Regions from separate parts of the Sus scrofa genome. Here region 1 is linked to region 2. Evidence: chromatin contacts called from public Hi-C data. All regions are on one chromosome and are shown on one strand. Each heading gives the region's core, a stretch centred on a gene start, on an enhancer-like site or on the middle of the called end of the contact. The rest is flanking DNA. Distances are from core to core; before and after follow the strand shown.

The links. A called contact is a pair of places that touch in the nucleus more often than the background predicts.
Region 1: a contact with region 2 is called in a Hi-C map of epiblast stem cells, with 2.4 times the contacts expected there. The contact joins the promoter of ST13 here to the promoter of ACO2 in region 2.

The regions. Positions count from the first base shown.
Region 1 is chr5:7,581,388-7,586,006 of Sscrofa11.1, forward strand. It overlaps ST13 (hsc70-interacting protein), which reads left to right and starts at 1,687. Exons shown (of 12, transcript XM_003481531.4): 1 at 1,687-2,218. The coding sequence starts at 2,109. XPNPEP3 (probable Xaa-Pro aminopeptidase 3) reads right to left here and starts at 1,594. Exons shown (of 8, transcript XM_021091468.1): 1 at 1,412-1,594. The coding sequence starts at 1,475.
Region 2 is chr5:7,069,018-7,073,784 of Sscrofa11.1, forward strand. ACO2 (aconitase 2) reads right to left here and starts at 2,006. Exons shown (of 19, transcript NM_213954.1): 1 at 1,942-2,006. The coding sequence starts at 1,977. It overlaps PHF5A (PHD finger-like domain-containing protein 5A), which reads left to right and starts at 2,128. Exons shown (of 4, transcript XM_021091456.1): 1 at 2,128-2,545; 2 at 2,963-2,986; 3 at 3,482-3,648. The coding sequence starts at 2,494.

The sequences.
Region 1 (4,619 bases), core at 437-2,936, 510 kb after region 2:
ACTTGAGTCAAGACACTATTATCATCCTTTGCTATATTCTTATTTATCCGTTGCTTTTCTAACATCTACCTGGACTGAGAGCAACTCTAGTGAAGTGGAGATTCATCCACAATGACGACTAAAAAGTTGTTAACTGAAGATACATTCTTTCTGGCTTACTAAAAAGTTCCAAAAGATGGAGTAGCTCAGCAGAAACGAATCTGACTAGCATCCATGGGGATGAAGGGTCAATCCCTGGCCTTGCTCAGTGGATTAGGGACCCAGCATTGCTGTGAGCTGTGGTGTAGGTCGCAGACGCAGATCAGATCCCGAGTTGCTGTGGCTGTGGCATAGGCCGGCAGCTGCAGCTCTGATTAGACCCCTAGCTTAGGAACTTCCATATGCCATGGGTGTGGCTCCAAAAAGACACCCCCCCCCAAAAAAAAGTTCCAAAAGGGCTCTACTAAGCCAGAGTAAGACCAAGTAGAGGTATAACAGCAAAAGGTCTAGATGGCAATCATACAACTAACATTCCTGACTTCTTACTTGTTACTGTGTTAGTTTCAGTTCCCCATCGGTAAAATGGTATTTGCTCTAACTTATTGGAATTGCAACGATCCAAGAGGATCATTCATCATTCACTCATTCAAAAAGCCTATCTATGTATATTATATTAACATTAAGAGGTGGTTAAAGTTATTTATACTGCTGAAGCAAAACGAAGCATTATGAATACTTTGGTGTGTACCAAATACAGTACCTTGCCCTAAACCTTGATTAATCACGTTTTACACAAAGCCTCAACAAATGCAAAAGTCACAAGTAAAGGCAAAGAACTTTAATTGTTCGTGACAGAGTACACCCTAAAAAAATGGCCCCCATATTCCCGGACTACTCCATCTGGCCTTAACAAGCAAGGCTTCCAGACATAAAAAGCCTCACGAGTATCTCTGACAGGGAACTACTCAAAAGAATTTGTATTAGCAAACATTCGTTTCTTGTCCATTCTGGAGCTGTTAAATCTTTGAAAACACGAAAATACAATCTTACGTTCACTTAATAGAAACGAGAGTCACTCGATGTGAGACACTTTGACACCTGAGCAAGTGTGATACCTGCTACAACTTCCATGAGTCCAAGTTACTGTGAAGACAGCCCCTGCGGGAAGACAGGGCACGCTTTTCTCTCTGCAATCATTTCAACCTCCCCGAATACCTCAACGGTAGAGCGAACACAAGGCCCACCCTTTTCCAGAAGCAGCAGGTAGAGAAGAAATCCCAGGAGCGCACAGAGGGTCTGGGAGTGGAGGCCCCAGCAGGAGAAGGGTCCGCCGAACCAGGAATCTCCCGAGATCGACGTGGTTCCCTCTGGTGCGCCTCAGGCTTCTCAGCGAGCAAGCCTTGGAGGGGACACTGTGGGAGGTGAGTCTAACCTGAGAGGCTGCGGGCGCTTGCTACGGCGGGAACAAGCTTAGTTGCTGAGAGCAACCAAGGCATGACTGCCACGCACACGGACCTGGGAGAAAAGGAAAAAAAAACAGCCGTAGAAGCGGCGCCCCGCAGGGCTGCGTCGCCAGGAAACCTCGGCCAAGCGCCCCTCCCCTTCCGGCCGGCGCCGCTCGCCGGGCTTTCCTCCCGCGGCGGCGCCCAATGTTGACGTCACGTGCGGAGCTGTGACCACTGCTCCGGCCGGAGAGCCCTTTGGGCGTCATGACGTCGTGTTACATTTAGTGGCCACACTCACAGAATGTCCTGTTCTAAATGGCTCCCTGCAGGGGCCGAGAGGTCCTGCCCTCCTTGAAAGCACGGCTGGGGACTTAACCATGCAGAGCTGTGGTTCTGAGTTAAGGCTGTAAGAATGCGTGCGTGCAAAGGCAGGCACCGCACGAACAGCCACACTTCTAGAATGTTCTAGCTAGTGCGCAGGGCAGAGGTAAAGGGAGCAGGAATGAACGGGCGAAGGACCCGGGGTCACGAGACCGTTGGGTGGGCGGAGCCAGCGGCCGGGGAGGTTCTAGTCTGTTCTGCCTCGCGGCAGCCGCCCCCTTTACGCCACGCTGAGCCAGCGCCCGGGCCTGGAATCGGGCCACAGCCACCGCCGAGCCCGCCGCCTCCCGCCGCGCCCGGACCATGGACCCCCGCAAAGTGAGCGAACTTCGAGCCTTCGTGAAAATGTGTAAGCAGGACCCGAGCGTTCTGCACACCGAGGAAATGCGCTTCCTGAGGGAGTGGGTGGAGAGGTGAGACCCGGGCCTGAGGACCGTTGGGGGTGGGAAGAGGGACGGCCGGAGGGGGAGCTAGGCGGGAGCTGGCGCGGGGCGGCGGAGCCTGGAGCTCGGTGGCGAGGCCAGTGGCGTCGCCTTCGCTTTGTGGCTCGCTCCGTGGCCGGGAAAGCTAGGCGCCCTCGAGGGTCCAGTGGGGGATCGGGGAGCTTAGGTAGTTGAGAGGCAGGGAAGGCAGAGGCCCAGCTGCGTTCCTTGCCCCCGGAGGCCGCCGGGGGTGTGTCTTGGGCGAGATGCAGGCGATTGCGGGGACTTGGACACGGAAGACGTGAGGGGGAGGGGCGCGAGCTGCGAGACTCGGCTTTCGCGTGGAGTTGTTTTTCTTGAAATCTGGTGTCCTGCTTAGGTCGCAGTGACACAAAACAACTCCCTTACGCACTGTGTCTTTAAAAGTGTTGTAAAAATGATACCTAGCTTTGATTACATTTACAACGACTTTAAGGGCGTAGAATCATTTTGGGAATCGCTTTTTATATCTGATTAGTGGCAGTACCATCACTTCAGGCACTTTAAGAAAAATGATTTTTCGAGGACCCGCGTGTTAACACGATCTGTTCTTGTTATCTTTAACTCCAGAGTACGTCGCTACGTGCATGGAATTAACTGAACAGGCGTTGTGCCAAATGCTAGCGAGGAAACAGTATAAGTACAATCTATTTAGGGATACAGATGAATAAATACAAAAATTCGTTTTGATATGTAGCGTGTAATAGAGATTAGTATTCTGCGTTTTGTGGAGGAATTTAAGGGAGAAAGGGAAATCTTTCCCGAAGTGATTTTTAAAATTCACTACTACGTGAGGAATTTTGAGAGGTGACATACTAGTTGCACCGCGCAGTGATAAATAGCGACATTGCAAAACAATGTGAGCCCTAAAAGGTACTACCCTAAATGATCTGTTTATTTTACTAATTTTTTTGCGCGGGACATTGAACCCATGTTTAGCAAATATTTGAAAGAATGGGTCTTCCAGTAAGCTTGTTCTAAGGAAGAAACTTAAGTTCAGATCAATCAGCTTTTGGTGGGATAATAATGTTTTTTCTCTAAGAAGTTTCTCAGTTCTCCTCCCTTCCCTACTGGTTTTTTAGCTACTCTAAATAAGATATTTCCTCATGTTATTTATGTAAAATTCTGAGACTACTTAAGGATTAGTTACTGTAGTGATTTAATTGCTAAGTTAGAATACCTTTTTGCCAATTTCTGCTTTTTAACAGAAAAAAAACCTGTAAGGTGCTGTTAGATTTTCAGGACTAGGAATTGAGGTTTAGATTTTTAGTTGTTCTCTCTTTTGTAAAACTTGATGATCCAGAAGCTTCGCTTAAGACATTTGTATGCTTTTGTTCTTTTATTATTTACTCATTAGAGGAAGTAGCTTACAGTTAATAAATTGTTTCTAAAATTCCAGGTAAAACGGACTTATACTACAGGAAGAAATAGCTGGCACCAGGGCTGAACATTGTACTGAGTGGGTACAATGTCTTGTTCCACTTACGTAGAAGTAGAGAGGGTACTGACAAAAATGTTAAAACATAGCTAAGAATAGTGTTGTAATTTGTGCTGGAGTGGCTATGTAGAGAATTCCAATGTAAAGTCTGGAAAATATTGTCAAGCCTTGCTTCAAAACAATTGCCGTATTTCTTACTTTAACGTTTCCCATAGGTGATTCTGGTTCTTCTTTTTGGTTCCACTCATTTTTTTTCTTTTGGTAGCCTAAATTGTTAGTTTGAGTATGGGATGAAGGATCTTGGCGTGTGTATGCACCTTACCCTCAGCTTGAAATTGAGATGTTACAAGTTGAGATATTACAAGTTGTTGTTTTTCTGTTTTAATCTAAACTTACATTTTTGTAGTCTCTGGGATGTATCAGTTCCTCTCTTTTCTGCTTTCTTACCGGACTTATACTACAGGAAGAAATAGCTGGCACCAGGGCTGAACGTTGTACTGAGTGGGTACAATGTCTTGTTCCACTTACATAAAAGTAGAGAGGGTAGTGACAAAAATGTTATAGGAGATTGGACTGAATGTGGAGACTCTAGGTCCAGGAATATTCTGTAAGCCTAGTCCTACTTTTAGGGCTCTTCAAGTAGAAACCGTCTCTGGTTTTTCTCTGCTCCTTACTAAATTAGACATGAATACCCATGCTTAGACATGGAAGAACAGTCCTTTTGCTTATTTGCCATAACTTCTACTATTGTTTAGAGCCTAAATTTTATTTGCTGTTAAGAATTTGTTAGTTTAACAAATTGAACAGAGAGATAAGAAAAAAAATTTGGCCCAATAGGCAGTGGGGATCAGGGAGGCTACATTTTTCAAGAAATTTGTTTTGAAATTTTTTTGTTTAGAGGTGGAAGCATTTTCT
Region 2 (4,767 bases), core at 756-3,255:
TGGCCAACAGCTGCAGCTCCGATTTGACCCCTAGCCTGGGAACTTCCATATGCCACACATGTGGCCCATAAAGCAAAAAAGAAACCTGAATGGAAACCAATCACCAAGTACTTCACATAAATGTTTGTCAAAGGAGAAAATCCCCAACTGACAGAAGGGGAAACTGAGATTCAGTTCCCAAGTTCAAGATCACTTGGTCAGGGTAGAATATGAACTATGGGAGTTCTCCTGTGGAGCAGCTGGTTAAAGATCCAGTGTTGCTATTGCAGTGGCGTGGGTTGCTGCTGCGGCATGGGTTCAATCCCTGGCCCAGGAAATTCTGCAGGTGTGGCCAAAAAAAAGAATACAACCTGTGGTACTGGTATGGTCCAGATCTCTTTCTGTAGGGGTCTAATGGTCATGCTTTCCAAAATCCTGTGTCAGTTCAAAAATACTGTGATATCAGTCCTCTCTTCCAGGCTCAACAGATCTGTAATAATTTATCTTTTCAAACAATCTTGCCCAGATTCACTACAGATGGGACAGCAAGATCAGCAAGAAACAACTACTTCCACATTGTTAACTTGGAGAAACAAAAAAATCTAAGAGAAAATTTGGACAAATCCTTGTCTTTGCCCAGAATTGAGAGACCCTAAGTATTTTAAGATAAATGATTTCCCTTTAAACCATATGGTTTAAATTTTAGCAATGTAACTTTAAAAAAAAAAAAAAAAACTTCTGACAACACAATACTTTCTGAGAGTACAGTACACTACTTCTTTTTAAATTCTGCAATAATAGTTGTGCTACTTGATCCAATGTAGATTCACAAATTTAAATGTAAAAGGTTGTCGGAGAATGCTTGCTTGATTTTTTATTAACGAAATACGTTCTTGACATTGAACCTTTGAGTGTAACATCTTCCTAGGGTTGTCAAGTCAGGAGTGAAAAAAAAAGAAATGGCAGTCAGTCAATCTTCTAGATGGTTCAAAAGAGGACAGTCAAGGTCAAACTGTTGAGTCTCTTTTACCCTCCCCATCTAGTAACTGAAAAGCAACTGATTGTGAGCTCAAAATACGCCATTCTGGAACTCCCACAAATACAAATGTCAGCTCCAGGACCACACTCTGGCTCAAAAAGTTCTGTGAGGGCAGGCTGAAAGGGACAAGGAGAATGGGGAGTAGTAGGGCAGATGCTCAGGCCACAGCACTTTGGTAAGACTCAGAGAGCAGAACTTTTACCTGTTTTCTAACAGCGTCATCACCTATCAAATAAAAATAATCATCTCCAGAAATGATGATATGAATCAAACGATGTGGTGAGGAATTAAGTCTTGCAATCTTGTGCAAAGCTGAGAGACTACTGTCATCATTACTATTTGCTACATCTGGGCACGGAACCCACCCCCTCGAATTCTTGGGTACATGTTCCGCAGGATCCCCACAAGATGGAATAGGTCATAGTTTTTTTTTTTTCCCCCCCTACAGACTCCATGTTTGGCAACCGTAGATGCACCTGGCTAGCAACTCTGTGCTACTGAGATGAAAAGTGAGGCCTTCAGGCTCTGGGCCTAGCGCGCTTACCAACCACCGCGCCCCCCAGTCACCTTGTCCTCACCTTGAGGAACGGGGGAGGAAAAAAAAAAAAAAAAAAAAAAGCCTTACGGGGGAAGAAACTGCGGTCCTCAAAAATGAGAAAGACGTGCCTCCACTCTTCACCCGGCCGCCGCTTCTTAGGCCCTTGCTTCCAGCGGGGCGGGGACAGGGCTGAGAGCTGACTGAGCCGGGGACGCCCTGACCTCGGGCGCCAGAGGAGCGGGTATTTGCGCTGGGCCCGCGCAAGGGACAGGTACGCGAAAAGTCGGCCGGAGGTCAGGCCCGCCTCGCCTTGCCTTGCCCATAGCCGCAAGCGCAAAAGAGGTACCCCGCCCCCGTAAACCTAGAGGGCTCTCGGTTCGCTCACCTGCAGCCGGGTCACCAGTAGGCTGTAAGGCGCCATTTTGTGCACTGACAAAGATGAGGTCGCTTGAAAGTGACGTGACACGCGGCTTATTTAAGGCCTTCGGTGAGGGGCGTGACCTGAGGAGAAACGCGTCACGCTGAAGGCGTTCCCGCGAGCGACGTGGGCGGAGCTCCAGAGTCAACCTGGGAATTGGGAGAGAGCTGCCTAAAAAGTTGGGGTAGTAAATACCCGGCACAAAGATATCAAAGTGCAAATTTCGTCTTTGCGCTCTGCAACTTGTCCCTCCCATTCAAATCTGGGAAAGTTTTTTTTTTTTTTTTTCCCTAAATGACCCGCACACCCCTACCAAGACCTGACTCCCCCACTGCCAACGGGAATTCGTCTTCGGAATTTAAGTGCTTTGATCACGCGAGAATGAGCGGGGCTTGGTGCAAAGATTGCAAACGCTGATGGACGCCTAGAGAACCAATCAGGGCGACGAGGAGGCAGGAACAATCAGGGTTAAAGGTCTGGCGGAAGCTCCCTAAGCTTCCGGTGGTTTGAGCGCGAGCGATGGCTAAGCATCACCCGGACTTGATTTTTTGCCGCAAGCAGGCTGGTGTTGGTGAGACGGTCTTCTGCCCCCGGCTGTTTGGGTGGGGATGGTATTAGGACCTTAAGAGTCCGGGGTTCCCATTACTCCTTTAGGGTGTTGCTTCGGAGGCGCCCCGTTTCCCGCCTCGCCGCCGGTAGTGTAGGAGCGCGTGGGTTTGTGGGCTCAGATGAAAGGGGGGCGGGGGCGCGCGTGCTGAGAGCTGGAGAGGGGCTGCGGAGATAGAGAAATTCTCAGTTTTCCCAGGACCTGGGAGGTCTTACGAGGGTGCGGATTTGGTTCGGATTGAAGTTTATGAGAATACGATGGTTAAGACCTCTCAGGGCTCACTGCAGACCCTGTACCTGTCCCCAACTCAAGCTCGAGGCTTTTGTCCCCTCTTCTAAACCTTAATCCTAATTGTACTCTTTATCACCTTTGATCTTGCAGCCATTGGAAGACTGTGTGAAAAATGTGAGTGGAACACGCTTCTCCAAACAGCCCACCCCTCCCACTCAGCTTCTATAGTGGCAGCAACGGACATTTTCAGCGGTGCCACGAAGAGGGCTTTGGATAGACATGATTGGAAGCATGTTAATACAAAGCCAGACTGCAACTAAAGGCCACCTTCCCGCTCCAACTTGTACATTTTAGGCACTGTATTTAGGTTTTGACAAAACCTCTAGCTTTGGACCAGAAGTAGCATGACCCTGCCCCCAACACACACAGCATTCTGCCAGTCAATTATATAGACTTATCTACCGACTGCTATTCTAAGCCCTTTATATTAATTGATTAGCTTTCCTATGTGTTGGGGAGATTGAGAAATGGACGCTAGGTAAACCAATTTTATAATGCCAAAATAGAGGGCTAAAGTCACTGTCAGAAGGACATAGTGTTTTTACCCATAGCAGGAAGAGGACCTGAGGTACTTGCAAGTGGGCGTAATTCAACCTCTTTTCCTTACAGGTGATGGCAAGTGTGTGATCTGTGACTCCTACGTGCGTCCCTGCACCCTGGTGCGCATATGTGACGAGTGTAACTATGGCTCTTACCAGGGGCGCTGTGTGATCTGCGGAGGCCCGGGAGTTTCAGATGCCTATTATTGTAAGGAGTGCACCATCCAGGAGAAGGATGTGAGTGTATACTAAGCTTTTCCTCTGATCTTTCCTTTCGTTTAGGAACACTTGGCCATCCACAGCAGACTCCTATGGTCAGGAGATGGCTGTTCAGCCAGTCACCTAGGTTATAATTTTCAAGTTCTGTAAACCAAACTGGGTGTACTCCAACAAAAGGTAGTTATTTTGCATCAAGTACACAAAGGCGAGAAAAGCAAATTTTTGTCAACACTGGCAATTTGATGTCTTTCTCTCTCTCTTTTTTTTTTTTTTTGGCTGTGTCCACATGTGGACGCTCCCAGGCCAGGGATGAACCATGCTGCTGTTGTGGCCTGTGCCACAGCTACGGCAATGCCAGATCCTTAACCTACTGCACCACAAAGGAACTTTCTCTCTCTTTTTTTTTTTCCCCCCAGAAACTATGCTGCATTTTTAAATCATACCACAGTGCATGATGTGCAGAAGTCACTAATTTGTGCTACCATTAAGGAACGTTAGGGTGGATGTGATGACTTTTGAATTTGGGACAGTTCAAGTTCATTTCAGCTCTGAGTGGCTAGAGAGTGCCTTTGGTTGATTTTGCAGAATTGATTGTAATTCTTGCTCATGGCATTTTTGCCCCTTGACATTTTTTTGGTGCCAGTGGCTTTTTTTTTTTTTTTTTTTTGCTATTTCTTTGTGCCGCTCCCGTGGCATATGGAAGTTCCCAGGCTAGGGGTCAAATCGGAGCTGTAGCCACTGGCCTACGCCAGAGCCACAGCAACGCAGGATCCGAGCCGCCTCTGCAACCTACACCACAGCTCGTGGCAACGCCGGATCCTTAACCCACTGAGCAAGGGCAGGGATCGAACCCGCATCCTCATGGTTCCTAGTCAGATTCGTTAACCACTGCACCACGACGGGAACTCCGGTGCCAGTGGCTATTTATTCAACTCTTTGAGCCAGGATAGAGGGCTTGTAGATCTATTCCAAAAGCAGGCTTGGGGTAGGGGAGGTTAATCAGCTTTTATTCATATGACACAATAAATAAAAGGAAATGTGATATAGTACCAGTAGACTATTTATTATAAGGTATCTGGTTACCTAATCTAGGATAAGGCATGAGATAAAATATTTCTTAATTTTTCCTTGTGCAAA